2 separate regions of the Athene noctua genome follow, and region 2 is linked to region 1. A link is a contact called in public Hi-C data. All regions are on one chromosome and are shown on one strand. Each heading gives the region's core, a stretch centred on a gene start, on an enhancer-like site or on the middle of the called end of the contact. The rest is flanking DNA. Distances are from core to core; before and after follow the strand shown.

Region 1 (2,991 bases), core at 487-2,986:
ACTGACCAGCTGGAAAGCTGTGTGTTATCTGCCCAGTGGGAGCAGTGTTGAGAAGCAGCCAGCTCTGATGGGCCACGGGCTGCCCCGTCCCTGCAAACAGCACCGCTTGTTTGTTGTCTTTGAAGGATTTTACTCCACCTCAGATTTTGTGCTTTTCCTTTAATCTCTTTGCTCCCATTCAGCATCAGCGAGCTCACCCTGAGCCTCTCTGTTCCCCCTTATCTCCTCCCACGTTCCTGCAAGGTCACAAACTCATCTTTGTGCTCCCTGTCGATCAGGAGTTCGCATTGCTGGGCAGACCAGTTCGGACCAGCTGGTTATCAAAGCATTCCCAGCCCCCAGCAAAACCTCCCACTGCTGTCAGACCCTCCCTGACACAAGGCAGGTGTTCATTAAGCATCGGGAAGATGATGCATCTCATCGTGGGGCCAGCCGAGATGTCTGTACCTTGTACTAACGTATCTGGCCGGTGCTAACGAACTCCTGGGAGCTCCGTTCCCCGTGGGGATGGAGGGAAATGGGGAGGAGGTGCTGTAGGTGCCTGTTGTAGAGGCTCACAAAATTAGGTAGGCCACAAGCTCAAAGAAAATTAATTCTAGTCAAATACCATTTAATACTCTAAACATTACTAAACTACAGAGTCCAGGTGCCAAGTGGAATCAGATAATACACAGCTGATTTAAGCTTAAATTTTAGAAAGGAACTAACCCAAACATTGTTTCATTCACCAGTCGAGATGAGGGCTCTGAACCTCGGGGAGTTCCCTCAGGCAGCATCCCAAGCCATGGGGAAAGTTCCCAACTGCAGACCCGCTGCTCTAAAGTGGACTGACTCAATTTGTCCTCCGACAGGATCCCGTTTATCCGCTAGTCGAATCTGTGGTCAAAAATACGGTCCTGTTTGTCCTCACTGGCACAGGGTTTTGGCTTTTGGCCAAAGTGTGGATCTAACAATAGCCAGTTGTGCAACCCCCTTGTGACTGAAGTCAGCAGATGTTGTGGTTACCCGTCCACGGATTTACCAGAACTAACAAGTATTTTTATATTTCACCAAAGTTAGCAAACGCTGTGGCTCAAAGAGTCTTGCCATCAGGGTGGGCACAGCTGCCACAGTGCCTGGCAGCACCTGCACCAGGAGATGTGTTGGACCAGCAGCGGGCTCGGGAAGGGGGGAGAGGGTCCCCCCTTGCACGACGCTGTGTGCCCTGGGGGTGCAGAGCCCCCTCCTTTGCACAGTTGCTTTGTGTTCTAGGGGTGCAGGGTCCCCCATCTTGCATGGTGGGGACAGGGCAGGAACAGGGGTTGCCCCCAGAGGCTGGTGTGGTGCAGAGTTTGCAGGTTTTGCATCAAATTCTGCTTTAAAACGGGCTTGCTGAGGGCTCTTAGATAACAGGAGGAATTTGGCTGGCCCTGGTTATCAGAGGGTGCGTTGAGAAGTGCTGCCTGGGTCTGTGCAGCCTCCAGGAAGTGAGGGGGAAGGTCTGTTGACCCCGCTTGTGCTTCCCCTGCTAGTGAGTGTTTATCTTCAGCCGCTGAAATCAGTGTAAGGAGACGCTCTGCAAACAGGAGTAAAAGCTCTCGGAGGGAATCGCAGCTTGGCTTTCAAGGAAGGGAAATCCAAGCGCTCGGGAGGGCTCCAGGGAGAGCTCCCGGGCTTGGGGTGGGGAGGAATTAGCACCTTGCTGTTGGTTTGTGTTCAGCAAAAGCAGGGGGTGGGGGAGATCCGGCAGGGGTGAGGGGCTGCAGGGAGCTGGGCTGGGGTGCAGGAGTCTCTGCGATGCTCCTCGGCGCTTCATCTCTCCAGGCGGGCGAGCTGCTTTCCAGGGGCCACCCGGGACTGATCTGCCCAGGTAAAACCCCAGTTTGGGGATAAATATGTTATTTCCTCTCTTTTTTCTCTCGGTAGGTCCCTGATGTTAACTCCTGCCAGCCTGGGTCGAGGCTGCGGGTATTAACCGGTGGTGCTGGGAGCCCAGTGCTCCGGCCGGGCTGGGATCGGCCGGTTTCGGGTCCAGGCATCCCCTGGGATAAGCCCTGATCTCTGCGGCCTGGCAGTGGGGAAGCCCCAAAGGCTGCCCCGGGGAGCCTGGGCAGTGCTGCACCCGTGAGGTCTGAGCCCCTCGCCCCTACAAGCCCCCAAACTCTGCCCGTGGCAGGGACGCAGCCGGGAGCGGGGCTCGCAGCCCGCGGCAGTGCCGGGCTGGCCGGGTGTCACGGAGGCTCAGACAATCAAATTAGTCAGGTGCTACACTCGAAATGAGATTTATTTTAATCAGAATCGGTTTAGTACTCAGACTAACATTGGTAAAACTACAGATTCAGAAGGCCAAGCGAAATTCATGCTGCGTAGCTGGCTTGGAAATTCAGTTTAGTTTAGTTGGAAGTTTAGAATAATGAGCCAAAAGTGCACAGTCACTCACCTTAGAAGGGGAGGGCTCTCAGCCTCGAGGAGTTACCTTGGGCAACATCCTGACCCAGGGGGAGAGTCTCCGACCCAAGGGGAGAGTCCCTGGCTGCTCCGAGGAGGACTGGCTCAGTTTGGCCTCCGGCACTTTGTCCCTTCGTCAAACCTGATCTGTGCTCAGATATGGTCACATTACTCACTGACCGAGGGCCTCAATCTTCAAAATGTGTAAGCGACTGTGATTATTATGCAGATGCAACAAGAGTTACCGTGTGTCATGCTCCAGCAGTTGAGGAGTTTCGGTTTTGTCAGGGCGGGTGCACCTACCACACCGGGGGCACCCGGCGGGCGCCTTGTCCCTGCTCCAGTGCCAGGGAGGGACAGTGGCTCAGCTGGGATCCCGTGGGACAATAGCAGGGTGGTGCCCTGGGTGCTGTGACCCGTGGGGTTTGCACAGGACGACTGGAACATGGCTGCGAGCAGGCGGAGGCTCTGACAGGCAAGGGGGTGCCAAGGGAGCAACGCTGGCATTGCCAGGACCCGTGTGCCCTCCTGGGCTGGGGAGCGGGTCTGTGTGACCCCCAGCTC
Region 2 (2,787 bases), core at 6-2,505, 170 kb before region 1:
GATTGATCCGGATGCAGCGATACCCAGAGCCTTTGAAGGGTTTCTCAGGAAACCAGTGATGTTTGTAGTGCTCTGCAAGGGAAGCGAGAAGGGAAGAACGGTGAGCAGGGGGTCTGGGTCCTGCTGCAGTCCTGGGGGGTCCCACACCTCGGTGCAGGCGGAGGAAAACGAGTCCTCCTGAGGCTGCATCCAGCAGACGGAGGCTCCGGAGCCGAACGCTCGACGCTTTGGCTGCTGCTTGTTCCAAAGTGCAGCTCTTCGGGTCTGAGAAACCCGAGGCAGGACGGTGCCACGGGGGCTGTGGTGATGGGACCCCGACACCTTCTCGCCGTGACCCCCGGGGTGGCCGGGGCAGATACTGGATCGCCAAGAACAAAACACCGCAGCCAGGGAGTAACATCCAGGTCATTCTCTTAAGTTCAGGGGCACGTCACCGCTCCTTATCTCAGCACAGCGGCAAACCAACCATCCCCTCTCGGGGCTGATAACGCCAGGCTGTGTGTGCCCGGGAGGACAAGCCCGAACCACCCAGTTCGTGCTGAGCCCCTCACATGCTCGTGGGGAGGGGAGGGCTAAAACCCCACAGACACAGGGCTGAGCTCTTCTTGCCAGGGGACCCAGAGCAGCTTCGGATTATTCTTACCAAATCCCAACAAGGAGGGCTTCAAGCAGGCGGGCTGCTGGCGGGGGGGGGGGAGCTGTATAAATCCCTCAGCAGACCAGGACCTGCTCACCTTCGGGGCTCGGGCAGCCCAGGGCCCCATGGGGACACGGGTGGGTGCCCAGGGAGGCACTCGGGTGCCTGCCAGTCCCGGGGCAGGGGGAGAGGGTACCCAGGCAAAGGCACAAAGAGGCATCAAGGCGGACACAGGTGGGTGCCCACCCGGGGAGGGACACCACGTCGTGGCAGCAACACGAGGGGCACCGGGGAAGGACCCCAGTGGGCTCCTGGCCCCGGGTGGGCTTTTCTCGCACCCGGGCCCTTTTCCCCCCGCCAAGCCTATCTCTTCCCCCCCGCCTCACCTGCCAGCGCTTCCCGCAGCGCCCCGCTGAAGACCTGGAGCTGCTGCTCGCTGACGCAGCCCCGCGTCCGCAACAGGCTGGAGACAAAACTGACGGCGGCGGCGATCTCGGGCACCATATCGGCCCGCGGGCCGCCGCGGCGCTGGCTCTGGCTCATGCTGGGCTCCGGGACGGGGGGCGGGTGAGGGGACGCGGCTCTCGGTGCCGTTGCTGATGCTGTGGCGACGGCGGCTCGGGCTGTGGCGGGGGCTGCGCGGCCCCTTTAAATGGGGCAGCCCCGGGGAGGCGTCATCGGCGCGGCGGCGCCCATTGGCCGAGGGGGCGCGGTATGCTAATGAGCTCAGCGCGGTGGAAGGAGTGACGTCACCGCCGGGGTGACAATGGCGGCGGCGCGGGGGGGGGGGGGGAGTTACCGGGGGTTATTTTTGGGGCTGACCTGGGAGGAGGAGGAGGAGGAGGGAGGGAGGGGGCCGGGGCTCGGCCCAGCCCAGCTCTCCGCACTCCCCCGCTCCAGGGCAGGGGCCGCCGGGCGCTGCGGGGCACCCGTGGGCGCCGGCGGTGCGGATGGGGGGGTTCGGGGGTCCCTGGGGATGCGGGGGTCGATCGGGAGTCTCTGGGGATGCGGGGGGGGGGGGGGGGGCGATCGGGGGTCCCCGGCAGCTGCCGGTGCTCGAGGTGACCCGCTCCCGTGGGGGCGGGAGGGCAGAGCGAGGGGTCCCCAAGTGGTCCTGAGCGGTGGAAACACCCCCCCCCCCCCCATTCCCCCCCCAGATGCCCGGGTGGGTCCAGGTGCCCTTTGTCACCCTGCGGCAGTTGGGGGCCCCCCCCCCGGCTGCTCCCGGGGCCCTGGAGCGGGTCTCGGGGTGCTGGCGGTGTGCGGGAAGCCGTCCCGGCCCCGCTGCGGGGATCCCCGGAGCACCGGTACCCCAGGGGGAGGTTCCCAACCCTCCCCGCCAGCGCGGCTGTTCACAGGCCACTTCCACTCAGGAACACGCTGCCTCGGGAGGGGGAAGCGGAGGCTGGTCCTCGCCAAGCCGCTGGCAAAGCACTTGCTGAAACCCCGATGGGCTGAAGGAACGGTGCAGCCGAGGGGGGCTGGGGCGAGGGGAAGGGTCACCCCCACAGCCAGCGGCCCCGGGGTCCTGCACTTGTGCCGGGGCAGTGGCCCAGCACGGGCAGGCGGTGCTGGATCGGCAGCGGGTCGTGCTGGGCATCGGCAGAGCCACGGTTCTGCTGACGTGGAGTGAGATGATCGGGCACCCAGGGCTGTCAGCGAGTGACCCATCCCTGGTGTCTGTCTGATCCATCCATCCTGGTATCTGATCCATTCATCCTGGTGTCTGTCTGACCCATCCCTGGTGTCTGTCTGACCCACCCCTGGTGTCTGACCCATCCTTGGTGTCTGGCCCTTCCTACCCTCCTGTCCTCAGTCCAGGCTGGGGTTGGGTCCCCTACACAGAGGATCTCCTCTCCCCAGCAGGTTTCCATCCCCAAATTTCCATCCCCGAGACACATCACAGATCCTTGTTCCCTGGACAAGGCCAAATCCTTTCCAGAGCTCCCCAAAGCATTCAGGGAGAACTTGCCATCACCTGCCTTGTCCCAGACAGGTGAGGGAGATGAGGGGACACACGACAATAACCGCTTTCATCTCGCTGCCCGAGGAGCGTTTGATGTGAGGAGCAAGAGCAGACACCCCAGGACTTGGTGCCTCCCTCCAGCTGCCTTTTGGCTGGAGGAAGCGCGGGATGCAGGAGGAGGTGG

What was found. A called contact is a pair of places that touch in the nucleus more often than the background predicts.
Region 2: a Hi-C map of heart shows a contact between it and region 1, with 6 times the contacts expected there. The contact joins the promoter of BTG2 here to the promoter of LOC141969681 in region 1. A contact is called at or near these places in 2 of 2 Hi-C or Micro-C datasets (heart and liver).

Annotation. Positions count from the first base shown.
Region 1 is chr23:5,477,785-5,480,775 of bAthNoc1.hap1.1, reverse strand. It overlaps LOC141969681, which reads left to right and starts at 1,736. Exons shown (of 14, transcript XM_074925719.1): 1 at 1,736-1,849.
Region 2 is chr23:5,651,416-5,654,202 of bAthNoc1.hap1.1, reverse strand. BTG2 (BTG anti-proliferation factor 2) reads right to left here and starts at 1,255. Exons shown (of 2, transcript XM_074925555.1): 1 at 1,024-1,255; 2 at 1-72. The coding sequence starts at 1,180.